2 separate regions of the Mus musculus genome follow, and region 1 is linked to region 2. Evidence: chromatin contacts called from public HiChIP or PLAC-seq data. All regions are on one chromosome and are shown on one strand. The core of a region is the stretch at or near the end of the contact, and the rest is flanking DNA. Distances in the headings are between cores, read along the strand shown. Region 1 has its middle 130 kb from the start of Kcnj2. Region 2 has its middle 90 kb from the start of Gm46300.

The links. HiChIP or PLAC-seq counts read pairs in DNA pulled down with a chosen protein or histone mark.
Region 1: an H3K27ac HiChIP or PLAC-seq map of acute myeloid leukemia shows a contact between it and region 2, with 6 times the contacts expected there. The contact joins two enhancer-like sites. A contact is called at or near these places in 1 of 115 datasets of contacts at active chromatin or transcription factors (acute myeloid leukemia) and 1 of 9 other capture datasets (macrophages).

Annotation. Positions count from the first base shown.
Region 1 is chr11:111,197,882-111,204,305 of GRCm38.p6, forward strand. No RefSeq gene overlaps it. Among named protein-coding and RNA genes, the nearest start is that of Kcnj2, 130 kb to the left of the region's middle. Within about 2 kb of position 2,835, at least 10 of the 459 cell types and tissues checked have an H3K27ac peak or open chromatin away from gene starts, as enhancers often do. A contact at or near this core is called in acute myeloid leukemia, where this site is marked.
Region 2 is chr11:110,638,512-110,644,564 of GRCm38.p6, forward strand. No RefSeq gene overlaps it. Among named protein-coding and RNA genes, the nearest start is that of Gm46300, 90 kb to the left of the region's middle. Within about 2 kb of position 4,245, at least 33 of the 459 cell types and tissues checked have an H3K27ac peak or open chromatin away from gene starts, as enhancers often do. A contact at or near this core is called in acute myeloid leukemia, where this site is marked.

The DNA.
Region 1 (6,424 bases), core at 1,585-4,084, 560 kb after region 2:
TCTGGCGCACAACCATGTGAAGGGCCTTCTCAGAAGCTATTCTTTACAAAAGTCTCATTGTGCTTATTTAAGAAAGGAATATAATTACTCAATAGTGTTACAGACTAGTTTATGGAATTACAGAGTAGAAATTATTCTATTAAAGAAAACCTCCAAAGTCAGCTTTATGAATCGCTGTATCTAAATGATTGTGTACATTTAGTTCATCATTAATGAATTGATTTTATTTTAAGTTTTACTAGGTATACAGATGTGCCTGTTACTAACAAATAACTAAATGTAGGCTCTCAAGCAATGTAAATATAAACCTTCAAAATTCTTACCCATTTTGTGATCTCTCTCTCTCTCTCTCTCTCTCTCTCTCTCTCATACACACACACACACACACACACACACACACACACACACACACACATATGACTTCAAAACTATCTAAAACTATCTAACCAATTTCCAATTAGCATTAAGGCTTGCCTACACAAGATGAATCTCATATCTGACACTATTACTAGGGCCAAGAACCTGTGACTAAGCCATACGTCCCAAGGGAGAGTTGGACAATATTCTGCTAAATATGCATGCTATTAAACAGACCTCTGTTGACTTATTGTTATACCCAAAGATTAGTGTATTTAATCCTCATCAGAGAAGTGTCTTCTTACAATATATTGAAGTTAGGACAAATACCCCATGACACATCAAGGAGTAAAGAACAAAAGACTGCAGAATGTTCAGCTCTAAATGGGACATCGATATCATACCCCTCCTCCAAAGGTTCAGGAACTCAGGAAGCATAAGGGGGAAGAAGTGGAAGAGACAGACAGACAGACTGACAGACAGACAGACAGACAGACAGTTTTATTTAACAGTGTGGTCCCTGTTAAGTCAATCACAGTCTAGTGGAAATCTACACACCCAAGAGTATATCAGTAGCTTAAATTGTTCTTGATGTGTTTCTAAAAGAGAACACAGGGTTGCTTGGGTGGGGAAAGGTATTGGACGTGGCAGGGGTTATAAAGGTGGTGTAGATAATCAAAACACATTTTGTGAAATTTTCAAATGATTTAAAATTTCAAAAATTGAGAAATTAAGAGAGTAATTTGGAATGAAGATAGTTACCTGTAAAACATCAATATATTTGTGAGAATACGTACTTGACTAAACACAATTGAGCAAGAAAAACAGTGTGCCATTAACTGAAAGGGAATGAAACGGACTTTAAAATAAAATGCCACTGGATTTCAGTGGTTGACAGAATGTTTGGGTGTAAATATCTATATAACAGAAAGAATTTCAAGAAGGGAAATGTTAGGATTTTGTGGATATGCTTGAAAGAAATATAAGAAGAGTTCCAAGGACAGTCTGCTTATTTATGCACAGATAGAGCCTCTTAGCTAGCACATGCTCAGGGAACCTGGCAGAAGAGGTGATGGAGACATTGCAAGAGACAGCATTCTCCAAGGGGTAGGGAGCATGGTAGGGGAGGAGTGGGAGCATGAGTGTGATCAAGAAATGTTACACAGACTTCTCTAAGGATTAATAAAAATAAACTGTTTCAAAAAGACATTTAGAGAACAAAAGTACACCTCGAACAATAACAAATTATAGAGCATGAGCCCCCCCAAAATGAGGATTGGGATTCAAATTAAATTGTGGGCAGGTGTGGTTGAAAGATGAATGCTATTTATTTATTTATTTATTTATTTATTTATTTATTTATAAATAACTGGATTGCAAAGGGAACAAGGATGGACCCAGCGTGCTACCAAGGTGGCGTGTTTAAGGTGAGGATAGATTTTTTCATCAATATAAGAACTTGAATAGAGAACTGCCTCTATCAGTTCAGTTCTGGCCTCCAAATGTACTGTGGCATGCCCACATTCACAGACAAAGACAGACAGACAGACAGATAGACACACACACACACACAAAGACACACAGACACACACACACAAAGACACACAGACACACAGACAGAAAGACACATAGACACACACACACACACACACACGCACACACACACATGGCCATAGACAAATAAAGGAAATAACTGGATAGAGAGAACTGCCTCGTTCAGTTGTCCTCTGTTCTTTGAATGCACCATGGCATGTACACACCCACACATATATAGGGTCACACTCACAAAAAAGTAAAATATTCAATATTTTTAAAAAAACTTGAAAAGTTTCCCAAAGTCTTTCATTTTGTGAAGATAATATTTCTTTCTAATAGCACATTTGTGGCAGCTGTGCTCTTAGCTAGAACTGGTGAAAACTGAAAGCTTTTCATTCTATTCTCTTTGGAGGTGATTCTTTATTTCATCTCAACTTAGATCCAATCTCCATTCTATTAGGATTTGTAACTCTCACACTTCGTACTTTGTTAACTGTGCTCATTGATGCGTTGTTGGTCTATTTCTGTCTACTTGAGGACTGGAGTTTCTGTGTGTGTTCAGGCACCATTTAGTAGCTAACTGAAGAAATGTCCAGAAATTGACTTGGATTTTTTTTTAAGTTACCCATTGCCACATAATATTGCCGCTGATATATTCATGCTTAAGAACAATAATTGCAATGTCCTAAGCCAAAAAATTATCCAGGTCTTATGCATATATGTTTTCCATAACTGTTTTTCCCTCTGCTTGGTCCTTCTTTGCTTTATATCAGTGTCTATGAGACGACAGCTCATATAAAGTGCAGCAGTTAACTTCCTACTACTCTGAGAGGCTATTTTCTCCTGTTGAAGGAGGAAAAAAGAAGACCACAGGATATTTTACAATTTCCAGCTTTTCTTGTAAAGGAAGAACTTAAAAGAAGCATTCTTCACCACTGTGCACCAGAGAGGAAATAATGTTGAGAAACTGTGAGCTTTTGAGGCATTTAGCAATGACCTCTACAGAAGTAAAGACGAGAAAAAAAATATGAAAAAGACTACTTGGATTTGAGATATGCTAGGAAATGTACCAAGAAGGAAAAGGGACAAGAACAGCAGGTATAATTCAGTAAGATTTAGAGAAAAAAATCTGACTTGTCCAAATTCTCATGAATCAAACAATGAGGTTCCATGGGACTTTTCCATTCAAGGTACTTATAATAAACAAACAGACTATAAAAATGAAAAGGAGGAGGGGGAGAAAGAAAAAAGAGAGAGGGAGAAAATAAAGGGCAATTGTGCCCAAGTCTGATCATCCGAAGATCCCAGGGATTCATGTGGGGATCCAGGAGAGTGAGAACCCCCACAAGCTACATTCTACCTGTACCTTTATGCTGTAATATGCACACATGCCTGTGTACACACATCCACACAAATAAACACAAATCAATCTCCTTTTAAAGTTTTAAAAAAGAGGGAAGAGGGGAAGGCTGAGTAAACGCAGGTAGTTGTCATCAAGTCTGATGGATGTCCTGAGTTTGATAGCAGAGCCCCACATGATCGAAGGAGGAAGCCAACTTCTTCAAGCTGTGCTCTCATTTCCATATTCACGCCTGAGGCTTGAAGTTCACAATTCTCTTTTAGTTTAAAATTAAAATAATGATAATGAAATAAAGCAGTTAGAAAGAGGGGGACTCCTTCTGCTGTCATTGTTTGAGCTTGCTGTCAGCAGAATCGGTCCGCTGTGGCATCGTGAACAGCCCAATCATTCCAACTGAGGCTATGCAAAGCCATGCAACATTTAGAACTTTGAGCAAGGTCTCTGCTTTCAGCAGAGTTTCCCTATAGGTTTCTACCTTTGCAATTTTCTTTAAAAAGTAGACTTAACCTCAGAATACCTCCACTCTGGGCGTTGCACACAGACTGTGGTTCTGCAAAATATTCCATTAAGCTGAAAAAGGGATATTGCAGTCACTGAAAAATGTCATAGAGTGTTATCTTCTTTTACTTAAATACCATATCTCCAAGGATCATAGAAGCGAGGAGAATTCCATAATCCAGTTTCAAAGGGGCATAGAATTGGTTCACCAGAGACAGTAAAGGAGGCATAAATCAGGGTTTCTGGTGAGGTACCAGAGGGTCACTCTTCAACCTTGCCTCAAATTATGTGGTCAGGTTCTCCCTATGTCAGGGACTCCTCAACTTATGTCCTCACCTTTGAAACAGTGTGTGCCACTGACATCTAACCTGAGTTGTCGAATAGACTCATGCAGACCCGTCTATACCTTACACCTATCACATGTACGTGGGTATGCATGTACAAACATATTTCCATGTACATAAATATGTATCCACCAATGTTCAGGCTCCCTTCAAAATGTGAATCTTAACTCAATGATGAAGGGCAAGATATAAATCACTGTATGTTAAAACAAATAAAGACGAACAAACAAAAACAAGTAATCTGAAGTACTCCAAACAGTAGCCAAGGCTGGAAGACCACTGGTAGTTGCATAATAGTCAACAGAACACAGCATCATAACAGCATACTATGTAAAATAAGTTAATAACATCTATGTTGTCCCCATTCCAAGCCACAGAAAGTCGATTTTGTAAAAGCGTAGAGTTTGTGAATATGGGACAAGGAAGTAGATAAAAGACCTGAAACAGGAGGTGTGTTAAATGTCTGTTTCTCAGATATGGATCCTTATAACTTCAAGTACACACAATACTGCAACCAAAATACCAGCTTATTCTTGATTCACAATAGTTGATAACCAAATGTCTCAACATACAAGAATAAGCCACTCATGAACGTTTGCATAAGGAGATGGAAATCAACGTAAAATAGTGTTAAGAGCACACAAAAGGTTTGCATGCAGACCCACAAGGACAGAGAAAAAGTGGTTAGTGTCATTGGAAAAGAAGAACATTTAGGAAACACTGAACTGAAGCTCACTGTGCCGACTTCGGTACTGTGAGATCTCTGAGTCTTTGCATGTCAGTCAGTTCTTCTGTTGAAGTTGCTTTTTTTTTTTAACCATTACACAGGCTTTTTTAAAAATGTGATTTATTTGTATTCTTTTTAAGTTGTGTGTATGTGTACATGTGTCTCTATGTATGCATATGAGTACAGTATTGTGGAGGTCAGAAGAGGGCATCATATCCTCTGGAGCTGGAGTTACCAATGGCTCTGAGTCACCCAGCATGGGTTAATGAAACTGAACTCAGGTCTTCACCAGGAAGTACTCTTAAGTGCTGAGCCATCTTTCCAGTTCTGACCTCACAGCCTTTAATGGCTAGGTTACATGTCACTTTTCTTTTTCATGTATTTTTTCCCATCTTAATACAGAGAGCTGTGCTTCATTTATATTGCCAAACATACTTTTTTATAGCTTACTACATTGTATTTTGGGCTTTCCAATAAGGTCCTGGTGTGTCTGTCTGCTTCCCCCCCCCCCCCCACAAGAGAGTGTTTAAAGGCTTTAACTTTCTGGGTTAAACTTAATTTAGAAATGAGAGAGTAAAATGAGTATGTTTTCACTTTCAAATGAAGGCATTAATGCATGTGCATGATGGAGCTGGAAGAAGAAATGCCAGTATGTAGAGTTTTCTGCATAAACTGGAAAATAATAAGTAAATACTGTGAATGAAATTGGAGTTTTATTAGCAAAAATATGACTAGATTAGAGGTCTCTTTTGATATTAAAAGGTAATAAATGTTCAAGATGGGTTAGTAAGGGTTTTATTTTATTTTTTCAGGAGATCAGGAGGAAGATTATAAAAAGCCAGAGAATAGTATGCCAGATACTAGCTGCTAGACATGACAAGGATGCTACACCCATGAAATATCAATAATATGGTTGGGTAAATAAGGTTTAATAATGACAACACCAGCTGACAAGCCACCGTGTGTGGAGAAATTTCACAAGGCAACACCCTGAGATGAAGATTTACAAACGGTTAGGAGACAGACACCCCATCTTCTCCATAAAGAGGCATCCCAAGAGGTCAGCCCTAAACACTAAATACATAGTAAATACCATTGATATATATATATATATATGTGGAAGGTGAATGCTTGTGTGTATGTATGTAAGTATACATGTAGGTATGTATTTACCAATCATAAAGAATAAGGCATGAATTTAAGAGGAAGTGAGGGCATGAGAAGAGTTGGAGGGAGAGAAATGGAGAGGAATAATGTAAACACAGTACTTGTACATAAAATTCTCAGCCTTATATGGGATGTGGATTTCACAACCCTTTAAGCTCAGGGATCTTTGCAGACAAGATGGAGGAAACCTGAGAGTCAGAGTAAAGGTCACCATCAAGGAGGCTGTTTTGTTTTGTTATTGTTTGCTTTGTTTTGTTGTTTTGGGTACAGTGGAGCAGTTGAACTTACCAACTCATAGTAACTATTACAAGATCTGTACAAAAGTCACAATGGACAAAATCTTAGCAAAGATGGGAGAGAGAGACAAAAAACCCTACCACTAGTTGAGGAGCCATTGCTATTTGATAGCTTATTGGGGAAGGAAAACCCATTTCT
Region 2 (6,053 bases), core at 2,995-5,494:
TATGTTGAGAATTGATGGCAGTTATTGATTCAGAAAAAAAAATAATGGAAGTCAGGACATGACCTCAAATAACCCAAAACCATCATGTGTTGCCTCTTTTTGGTGGGGATAGCCTTTGGGATGCTTATGTGATAGTCTTCACTAGTTAGGGCAAGGAACAGCTTACAAAACCCCGGAGAACTCACAGGGCAGAGAACATCAAAGTTGCTACAACATCCACAAGCAGAAATGTGTACTCTATGTGTTAGGTTTCTTCTGGTACTGGTTTGGGTCTTTGGGGTTTACATAGGAGGCATCCTGGGCTGTGAATTTAACGACCTTTTCAATTCTATCCCACTGGGGAGTGAGACTTGACATGGTGTTTAGCAGTTGCCTGCTGGCTACAAGCTGTGTTTCTGTGAAGATTGCTGCAGGTGTTCCTGACGCTACAGCGTCCTCACAGTTGGCAGTTAGCTGTCCTAAAATACAGTCTTCCTTTTTAATAGCTTCTGGAACATGCAATGAAAACTATGCAATCCTACAGTCTTTATAACTACTGACATTCTCTTATGTTTCCAGGGCAATGCCAATGCATAAGCCGGAGGTATAACTTTCTAATGGTATGCAATCATACATCTGTCTGGATTTGACTCACTAAAGGTTGAGTATCTCAATAGTTCTGAGGCTACAGCCAACCAACATTTCATTTTTATCTAGAGGACGCTGCTTGCTGTCTTACTGGCGAATGATCTGTGATGGGTGATACTGTCAATGTTACAAGATACACAATCACCTAAGAAACAAACCCATGGACTTGCCTGTAAAAGACTAAATAAATTAGGTAGCCTCTGGACATACCTGTGAGAGATTCACTAGATTGGATCACCTGAGATGGTGCAGTACATTGTCTTTATTGGACTCAAATTTAGAGGCCTTCTCTCCTTAAACGGATTTTGTCAGGCATTTTACCACAACAACGAGAAAACACAACGGATACACGATCTCATCTTGGAGATCACCATCTACAGCCAATTCTGGTAGTAGCTGTCCAAATAGCAGACCCTGAATCAAGGTCCAAAGTACAGCTAGTTCTACTTCAAAATTTGACCCCATGTGTAGCCTTATACCATTCAGTGCTGATCACTTAGCTCTGCAGAACATCCGGGGATACACACATTTTTGTTACTGATCATGAAAAATTAATCCCCAGGCTTACCAGCGCGTCTTTATGAATTGGGAATCTTAGGCTGCTGATAGCATACACTTGCTTTCCAAAACTCATTTGATGGAAATTCAAGTTTTCCCATTGTACTTTGGTCCTTGATTCAGGGCCTGCTTTTCTGGACAATTGCTACCAGAATTGGCTGCAGATGGTGATCTCCAAGCTCACCTGGAGAGTAGAGACGTGAGAGGGGAAGAAAAGAAAACCAGTGAATGCTAGGTTGCAGAAGATGTGGTTGCTATGAACAACCAGGCTGTATGTTCATCAAGACTTTATTCGTATAATTAGTGTGTGTGTGTGTGTGTGTGTGTGTGTGTGTGATAGTACACACGTGGCGATCAGAAGACAATATGTAGAACTCCCTCCTTACATATGTGTGGGTTATTCGGATTGAACTCCGCTTTATCAGGCTTGGTAGCAAGCGCCTTTACAAGATGAGTCAACCACTAGCCTATTTGAGAGATTCTAAAGGCCATGTGGGATGTATCAGAATAATTCTGCTGTAAGTGAGAAGCATGGCTGTCTATTCACCAGTTTCTGCCTTTCATTATTATCTGGGATAATAAATCACCTAGTTTGCTGTAGTATAGGTGGACCTTCAGCCAGACCCTCAGATAGAAATGCAGCAAGATGAAGAAGGTAACTATGGAGATGAGTTGGGACAGGGCACTGAATTGACAAAGATCTACATCATGGACTGAAGATCATGAGAATGACCCCAATGGTTTGTAAGTAAGGACTGAATGTTTGCACTTGTAGTACAGAATAGAGACTCCTGGATATTTTTTTTTTTTCGCACATTTGTATTTTAAACATCGTGTTCATAGGTTCACATCTGACATGGTAGCAAGTTATTTTAGGATACAAAGAGACTAGGGGTGGGGATCCAGAAAACCTTGTTACAGTAAGAACTGCCAGGAGACTGCAGTAATGCACCGGTAATAAGGATGAAGACAATGAACTAAAATCAGTCATGTACACCACTTATTTCATTATTCTGATATTTCGTGGTAAGGACATGATCCTATGACAGATCTCACAAATGCAGCACAGAGCTCAAAGCAAACAAACCAAAAGTAAAACCACCACATCATTACAACATGTACAGAATAAAAATGTCACACAGAAGTTGAGAACTTAACCCTTACATGTAGTATAGTCTATTGGTGACAAAGTGACAAAGAACATCATCGGAATAAGAAGAAGCACATTCTGGATTAATTTTTTCATGAAGACAGGAGATGGAATTGTTAAGATGCATTGTATTAGTGTTCTTTAGTGGAAAAGAACTGATAGGAAGACTCTCTCTCTGCCTCTCTCTCTTTCTCTCTCTCTCTCTGTATCTCTCTCTGTCTCTCTCTCTCTCTCTCTGCCTCTCTGTCTCTCTCTCTATCAAATGGAGATTTATTGTTTACAGGATATGGTCTGCCTAGTTTAGGAATAGCTGTCTCCTGATAAAAAGGCCAAGAATCTAGTACTTGTTCAGTCCATGAAGCCAGATGTCTCAGGGGGTTTCCTGTCTATACTGAAATTCTGAAGAAGTGAGTTCTAACACCAGCAAAGGGATGCCTTAGCAGCAGGACTGATGCCTTTGGCAGGAAGAGTGAAGGTAAGCAGACAAACTATAAAACCTTCCTTCTTCCATGTTCTTTTATGTGGGCTGCTATCAGAAGGCATGGCCTAGGTTTAGAGTGGATCTTCTGACCACAAGCGATCCAGAATCAGGGGGAGTCTTCCTACCTTAGATAAACCAATCAAGGAAAAAAGCCCTTACAAGTATGCCAAGCCTGAATGGTCTTAGTGGATTCTAGATATTTTCAAATTGATGGGCAAGATTTGCCATCACAGGCATTTTGAAGCTTAAAATCTTTTATTATTGCTTCATTTGTCTTGTGTATAATTGTGTATGTGTACATCTATGTGTGTATGTATGCTTCTACCATATATAATACATATACAAATATATAATATTATATATGTATGTCTATTATATATGCATGTGTTTGTGTGGGAATAGGAAGGTAAGTGCCTTGAGCATGTAGATGGAGGTACACATATGTGCCTGTGATCTTCCTGTGGAAACCGGAGATCAACGCTGAGTGTTTCTCCACTTTATTTTTTCAAAGATTTATTTATTATTATACATAAGTACACTGTCCACTTTATTTTTAAGGCAAGGTCTCTCACTGAACATAGACTGGAAGTCTCGAGAGCGCTGTAGAGAACCTACACTAAGTGGTAAGGTTCTATATGTGTCCTGCCATTCCCAGGCATTTAAATGGGCACTAGGGATTTGAACTTATGTCTTCGTGTTTGTATGGCAAGCATTTTACCCCAAACCTCTCCCCAGCTCACACTTTATGTTTAAAGTTGGGTGGTGGGTATTTTGGTGCTCATACACTTTCTTTTTTGATACTTCTCATTCTACTTAAGAGAGTCATGTCTAGGACTTGATGACACTGGATATGAAGATGATTTCGAGGATGAGTTAATCCCACGTCTTCTTTTCACGCTTTTAGAGACGTTAATGAGGAGTGAATTTTTGCACATGTACAGAGACATACACAGACTCCCATAGAACAACGATGAAGTAGTTCTCATGTGGTTGGTTTTTTTTCCCCCTTTCTATACTTAATCTAAAGCTCCCATAAATAATGTTTTAATTAGCTGGTGAGCCTCAATTTCCATTTCCACAGGATGATTTATAGAAAGCAGAGTTCCTGTGTGCAGAGGGATAAACAACACAAGGAAGTCATCTTTGCCCCAGCATCTCCACAAATGCATCCAGCTTGAAAATGGATTTTCATTCAAGGAGCGAGCTGTCTTACAGCCCTACATAAATACTGTGAGCAGGCTTTAGTTGTGGATGGCTTCCAGGGGGAGCTGCCGCACGCTGTGGTGCGTTGGTTTTCCAGGAATAGCCGGGCCGGACCACCCCTTACGCAATAGAGTGTGATGAAACATGCCAGCAGCAAATGACAGCGGCAGAAGGAGCCACATCGGTGGGCTTTCCTCTAGCCGTGGTTTTGCTTGACCACAGTCTGTCTTGACTCTCACTGACTGTTAGTGACGTCAAAGCCAAAGGCCCATGCTAAGAGAGGAACGGAAAATACCTCAAGAGAACATACCGGTTTCTTCACTTACAATTAAGTCATTCAGCTTAATGACAGTACCAAGAATCCCAAGAAAGAATGATAGTTTTTATTTTCATCATTTCAAGAGCACTTGTGCTTCCCCTAAGTATTTTTGTCCTGAAGGGAACAATGACATTTCACCAAGAGAAAGCTTTTTATAAAGTGAAAGACAAGAGAGAAACTTTTTTTTTGTTCCCTCCAGAATTTTATATGCAAGCTCCCAGTGGCCATATTATTTGCTGTATCCCCAGACTTAGAAAGTCAAATTTTATTGTCATTTTTTTTTATAGGAGGGGAGGCCACATTTAGTAAAATAATGAAAAGAACATTTTTTCCAGTAGTCAAATAAAATGGAATCTTAAGACATTTGCCCCAAAGATAGGATGGGTTTTTGGATAACTTGATTCAAGAAAAGGAGACCCAGGCATTTTGAACTGGAGGCATCAGGAGGTTTTATCCTTTCCTTTGGTTTTGATTTGCCTCGCTCATGGAGAATGTGAGCATTAGACACTAATATGTCACTAGAAGAAGGAAGCTGCTACAGTCATTTTTTAAGTCATAGTCAGAAGGCAGGTTTTCCTAGGTCCTCCACCATCCCCAGAGTCACCATCCTTTGATACAAGGACTCTTGAGTCTAAACTTCTTGTCTTGTGTGAGTGAGAGTTAGGCAGAAGGCAGAGACTGGGGGTTAGTTCTCCTTTTTCTTGTTCAATTACTCCTACCCAGATTTACCGTGAATTACCTTAATTAGTTCATTACATTGCTTTTATCTTTTCAGATGGTAGGGATCAGGACACTTATCCATTCTTAATCTAACAAATTCTGTTTGTCTTGGAACAGGTTACCAAGTCTTACATATTTCTTCTTTCTTTTGAAAGGTGGGAGGAATGTGGGAAACAAAATCTGGAGAGGGAAGGACTTTGGGTACTTGGGTCAAGACAGAAGAAACAACATGATGCGTAGAAGTTTAGAAATGCACTTGTTGGCATCTGCAATAGTGTCTGGGTTTGGTGGTTGTTTATGGGATGGATCCCCAGATGTGGCAGTCTCTGGTTGGTTGTTCCTCCAGTCTCTGCTCTGAATTTTGTCTCTGTAATTCCTTCCATGGGTATTTTATTCCTCCTTCTAAGAAGGATCGAAGTATCTAAACTTTAGTCTTCTTTTATAGCTGTCTCCTGAGAGGCTCTGCCAGTGCCTGACAAATACAGAAGCAGATGCTCACAGCCATACAGTGGACTGAGCACAGTGTCCCCAATGAAGGAGCTAGAGAAAGAAGGAGGAGAAGGGTTTTGCAGCCCCATAGGAGCAACAACAATATTAACTAACGAGTACCCCCAGAGCTCCCTGGGACTAAACTACCAATCAAAGAAAACACATGGTATAGGACTCATGGCTGTAGTTGCATATGTAGCAGAGGATGACCTAGTCGGTCATCAATGGGAGGAGAGGCCCTTGGTCCTGTGAAGGTTCTATGCCCCAATATAGGGGAATGTCAGGGCCAGGAAGTGGGATTGGGTGGGTTGGTGAGCAGGGGGAGGAGGAAGGGGATTTTCAGAGGGGAAACTAGGAAAGGGGATTACATTTGAAATGTAAATAAAGAAAGTATCTAATAATAATGAAAAAGAAGTTTAGAAATGCATGGTGTGACTATGTATGCACACACACACACACACACACACACACACACGAATAATTATGGAAGTGAATGTGTTATGTAT